Regions from separate parts of the Sus scrofa genome. Here region 1 is linked to region 2. Evidence: chromatin contacts called from public Hi-C data. All regions are on one chromosome and are shown on one strand. Each heading gives the region's core, a stretch centred on a gene start, on an enhancer-like site or on the middle of the called end of the contact. The rest is flanking DNA. Distances are from core to core; before and after follow the strand shown.

Region 1 (2,700 bases), core at 107-2,606, 290 kb after region 2:
GGGTAAGCATTCAATGGCTTTGGCATAACACAAGCAAGTCACACAGGCTCTTACTGATTCAAGAGTCTGGTGCTAAGTCGTGGAATGCAAGAGAGAACAGGGATGGGTCAAGTGCTGTCTCCAACTTTTTATGGCACCTATCTCTTGGCTCTAGGGGCAGAGGGGCTACTCAACAAAATGTGGTTGTCTTAATAGAAACACTCGGAAAACCAAGCCTTTGAGAACTTCCCCAGGCATCAGTAACCAGTTAATATGAACCCTACTCTGGTTCCCAAAGGGAATTTGGGTGTTCTACTTTGAATATCCTTTCTGGAGTTCTTTCTAATTGTTCCAAGATGAAATGGACTATTACTTGAAAGCAGCTGGTTTCTACCTGACCACAGAATAAAATCTCGCTGACATTAATTACAGGGTCATGGCTATACCTTCATAAACTAGGTATTTTTTCTACCCACCTTGATGATTAGGGATATGACAGTATACGGCCAGAGCAGAACATGTAAAAGATGAAAATGGGGTTGGAGACAGAAAGTCCAATGTGCAGCTGGCCATGTGGTGTCACTGCTCCTGATACAGGTGTAACCTGAATCCTCACTTGGGAGCCAGAAATCAGCTGAGAAGAGGCCTCAGGAGAGAGCCTGCCCTGGCCCTGGAGGGTGGATGAAGTGGGGCCTCAGCACCGCTTATCCCACCAAGCAGGCTGGACCCTTGAGTTCCTGACCAGCACTGAGGGGTTTGGGTAAGTCCTTTCTGCGGTGTCTCAGTGGATCCTTAGGCAACCTGGGAAGTTAGTTCTGACGCTTGACGCTGACATGTGAGCAGAGCACTTTGAGAGAGAGCAAATTGAATGAGAGTGCCCTCGTTATTACTTCCTGGCAGCTCCTCAGCCCTATCTGGCTCTGCCATATACAATGATACCTGGGCGCAAGGAGCGGTCAGACACCGTGGACCGAACATTCGGACCTACACCGGAAGACCCTGGCTTTCCCTGGGCTTCTTCAGGAGACCTGCAGGCTGCACAGAGACCTAACAAGTTGAGTCCTGCCTCAGGGTGGGGGCTGCTCCTCCCTTTAGGAAAAGAGAGTTCCTTGCAGACGATGGGGAAAAGGGTCAAGGAGGCACCCTCTGCGTCCCTCCAAGCGTCTGGCCCGAGCCCCCACTTGCCATCCCCCTTCCCTGGCAGCCCCAGCAGGGTCGGGAGGGCGGGGCGGAGCTCAGGATCGCGGAGTAGGGCGCGGGCTGGCGACCCCACGGTTGAGCCCTGCGTGAGGAGGCTGGGAGCTGTATCACGGGGAGAGAGGCCCCTAATTTCCCAGGGCAGGTGAGACCCCGCCCAGTTCTGGGGATCCCACCCCTCCAGAGGTTCCCTTCCGGTCAGGAGCTCCACCCTCCCCGAGGCTCCGCCCCGCAGCCTGCTGCCTGCTGGGATTTGTAGTTCGTGGTGACGGGACTAAAACGGTCAGCGTGTCTGTCTCTGGATCGCAGAGTGTGTATGTGCGCGTGTGCGTGTCTGTCTGTCTATCTGTCTCTCGCAGGGATCGCAGAGTGCCAGTGTGTGTCTCGCAGGGATCCTGTAGGCTGCCGCTCTGGAGGCCCCGCCCCGCGATCCACGCCTGCTGGGATTTGTAGTTCGAGATGGGGTTGGGGCTTGGGTGGGATCTTGGGGTGTCATCCTTATTCCTGCTTTTCCCTGCGAGCCCTGGATCTGTCTGAACAGTGGGCCTGGCGCGGGGTCGCATCTCCGGCCTAGCTCCCGCTGGCCCTTCTCGCAGGCCGGACGCCCCCCAGGACGTGTCTGCCGGCTCCTGCAGGACCAGAGGCTAGATGCTCAAACTGAGAGGCTCGAACAAGGACGCACTCTGACAGGGGTGGAAGGGAGGGAGAGAAAGCCAGAGAGAGGAGTTGGCCTGGGAGGCGCAGCCCAGGCTTGGTGGGTGAGGCTGGGTTAGGTGACTGCCCAGAGCTCTTTCAGTTCTTGAGTTTGTGATCATAGTTGTCTCAAAGGGATAACCACACCCCTTCAGGACTGGCTAGACATCTTAGAGCTAATTAATGACCCTACGGGATTGACAGATAAAATTTTTATTTGCCAGATTTAGCAAACTTACAGAAGGAGCCCTTACAGAGAGAGAGGAAGGCTCTTGTAACCAAGAAAACCAAGAAATGGGGGCATCTCCATAGGTTTGCTTTGAGGATCAAGTACAGGGTGCTTTTTTGCAGGGGAGGGAAGTGTAAACTATAAAGCCCAGGGCATGGGTGAGGTGTTATCATCCACGGGATATGAACTCTGGGGCACTGGGGAAAGGGCACTGGGCCTTCGGGAGCTCTGCTTTAAAGGGGAAGATGCACTTTCTGTAGTTAGGTAAGATGTCCCCACAAGGAGAAGTTGGGTAATAGGTACATGGAACTTCTCTATACAATTTTTTTTTTTTTTTTTTTTGTCTATTATCTTTTCAGGGCTGCAGCCCCAGCATATGGAGGTTCCCAGCCTAGGGATCCAATCTGAACTGTAGCTGCTGGCCTATGCCACAGCCACAGCAACACGGGATCCAAGCCATGTCTGTGACCTACACCATAGCTCACGGCAGTGCCAGATCCCCAACCCACTGAGATAGGCCAGGAATGGAACTTGTATCCTCATGGATACTAGTCGGGTTCATTAACCACTGAGCCACGACAGGAACTCCTCCATACAATTTT
Region 2 (2,700 bases), core at 32-2,531:
TCACCCCAAATAAAACTTAACTCGCCACAGTCAGGTTGCATTTTTTTTAGTTGACATTGCCATGTGCAGAAAGAGCAGCAGAGGCCACACACAACTGCGGTCAAGCTGGGAGACCAGGTCTGCGGATGGACAGCCAAGCCAGATGGCCGGGCAGCGCGGGTGCCAGGGGCTGAGGCAGTGGCCCCGAGCCTACTTTGTTCTACGTTTTTCCACTTTGTTTTTCCAGGTGCCCAGTCTCATCCTCCTGGTCCCTCAAGTCCCACGGGACCCCTGCTCTCATTCCCTCTTTAGCCAAGCCAGCTTCACAGATTTCTGTCACTTGCCACGCACCAACCCCTAGGAGAATCACCAATGTCCACTCCACCCAACCCCACCCCTCCGGCCCATTCTTGAAACCTAAATCTGGGACTTTCCTGCTCTAGCAAGATCCCAGGAGCCCTTTTTTCCGCCTCCCTTTCAGCTCTGAAGAGAGTCAGCACTCGCCCCCACCCTGTGGGTCTGCCCTGAGGAGTTAGAGGAAAGATGGGCTCCCCCCGGACCCAGGCCTCCCCACCGGGGCTTCTGCAAAGCTCAGGGGCCTCTCCCGTTCCCATAGCCCAGGCCTCGCCACTTCCTCATCCACCTCCTAGAGACATTTTTGAACATTGTGGAACACTTGAAAAGAGTACACAGTGGTTTCCTCGCATTCCTGTCAGCCTTTGTTTTTTCAAGCCTTAAGAGTCTTAACCTGAAGAGCCCCCCCACTCCACATGCTGCCTTGGGGGTGATGTGGGGCCACGCAGGGTTGCTGGGCCTGTACAGCTCTTCAGGTGGCCTCTTGTTAGGCTTTCAGGGTCCATTGTCCCCTTTCAAACTCTTCTCTGAGGGTCTTGGAGTGAGAACCAGTGAAAGGGAGGGCGCTCAGCCCTCAGGGCACAGTGACCTTGACACCAGCGGAGTCCTCACCACATCCCGTCCCACCCTGCCTCCTTCTGGCCACAGCCCCAGGCGGCCTCCTGGGCCACATCCTCAGCCAGGTCTTGACTTGGTCCCAACCCTCTTAGGGCCCAGGGACCTGGCTTCTCCTCTTCTAGGATGTGGTGTGGGCCTCAGGGGAGGGTTAGAACAATGCCCGGCCCTTATCAACAGCTAATCCCATCCTGGCCGGCTCCTGCACTTCCCTTCTTAGAAACGCCAACTCTTATTTTAACACATGGCGTTTTCCCTTCTGAGTCACCTCAGCCCTAATATTGTGTGGCCAGAGCAGTGACAGTCCCTCCCTTAACACCTCGACCAAGCTCTTCCGCGAGAGCACAGAGCAAACACCTTCAAGTCCATCCGGAACGGGCCTGGCATCCTCCTGCCCTGTCATGAGCTCCCGGTGCTACAAAATTCAGAAGACAGAAGAGACCCTAGAAATCACCAGATCCCAGCCCCTGGTTCCTAGCTGAGCTCACCAAAACCCAGAGAGGGTGGGGCGCTGCTCGAGGTCACACAGCCAGGTCCAGACCCTTGCTTCCTGTTGTATGTTACGTCTCAGAAGACATGGGGAGGGGAGACAAAAGCTCGGGGGGAGTTTGTGACTCTTCAGATGTGTTCCTATTTGGGTCCATCCTACATGTGCTCTGAAGGGGCGCTTAGGGAACAGCATGGGGCTTCACTCAGCAGCAGGAATGGTCTCAGCCATGCCTCCCCCACCCCCAAGTATCAGGAGGGACTTCGCACAGAGTAGAGAGTTTCAGGAACCCCCATGAATCAGAACCTCCAAGTGTCCTCTTTGTAGCGCTTAGCAGGGGAAAACCACTAATAATAATAAGAGTTCTGGGCAAGTCCATGCACCTGCCCCCCAAAACTACACCCATTGGCCTGAATGAAAGACGTCCAGGACGACCTCCCAGAAGCCTGGCCAGGGTTTTATCATCACCCATCCCATTCTGTTCTGAGACCCAGTGAGGTGTTCTATCATACCCAAGGGGGCGGGGGCTAAGCCCCAACTACCCTGCATTCAGCCCCGCACCTCTACACCTTGTGACTCACCAGCATGGGGGCTGGGAGGTGCTCTGCCTGGGCTCACATGCTGGCTCCACCTGTTACTAGCTGAGCACGCGAGAGACAAAGACCCTGGTCAAGTCAGTCGCCCTCTCTGTAAAGTGTTTAGTAACAGACCATTTCTCCAGGGTTGGTTTAAGCATGAAAGCATTTGGATCACGGCCTGGCCTGTGATCTCTTAGCTGTCACTCTCCTCGTGATTATCATTCAAGCCCTCAGCAGATATGATCTGCTTCCTTTAGTGCCCTGAAGTGTGTCACCCAAGGGCCAGCATTGTGAAAGCAGGAAATGGCAGTCCTGTGGATGATGGAAAGATGCCACCGGAATCCGGGTTCTTGTTCAAGGAGCCAAAGAATGAACTTCGAGAACACACAGGCAGCAAGCAAGCAAAATCTTCATTACAGGAAAGCAAACGATTCCCGGGACAGCTGGGAGGGCGAATAAGGGTCCCCCTCTCTATTGTCCTATAGGGGTTTTTATCCCTTAAAGATGGGGGGTACCAACATGGGGTCCAGAAAGATGTGGTTTTCTCCTATTGGCCTTGCCCAGATCCATCCTTGTTCAACAGGGCCCTTAGGGGTGGAAAAGTCCCTTGAGTCTCATGGTTTCTTTCTCCTTCTCTTCCTGCAGACTGAGTCACAGGGGGTCACGGATTAATGTCCACCTGGGCCT

Evidence for each region. Hi-C and Micro-C count contacts between places; a contact is called where the count stands out from the background.
Region 1: a Hi-C map of skeletal muscle shows a contact between it and region 2, with 3 times the contacts expected there. The contact joins two enhancer-like sites. A contact is called at or near these places in 4 of 47 Hi-C or Micro-C datasets (embryonic fibroblasts, heart right ventricle, retroperitoneal adipose tissue and 1 more).

The regions. Positions count from the first base shown.
Region 1 is chr3:59,339,390-59,342,089 of Sscrofa11.1, forward strand. CAPG (macrophage-capping protein) reads left to right here. Exons shown (of 12, transcript XM_021087297.1): 2 at 577-739. Among named protein-coding and RNA genes, the nearest start is that of CAPG, 5.3 kb to the left of the region's middle. Within about 2 kb of position 1,357, at least 76 of the 83 cell types and tissues checked have an H3K27ac peak or open chromatin away from gene starts, as enhancers often do. A contact at or near this core is called in retroperitoneal adipose tissue and skeletal muscle, where this site is marked.
Region 2 is chr3:59,044,665-59,047,364 of Sscrofa11.1, forward strand. No RefSeq gene overlaps it. Among named protein-coding and RNA genes, the nearest start is that of GNLY, 26 kb to the right of the region's middle. Within about 2 kb of position 1,282, at least 16 of the 83 cell types and tissues checked have an H3K27ac peak or open chromatin away from gene starts, as enhancers often do. A contact at or near this core is called in retroperitoneal adipose tissue and skeletal muscle, where this site is marked.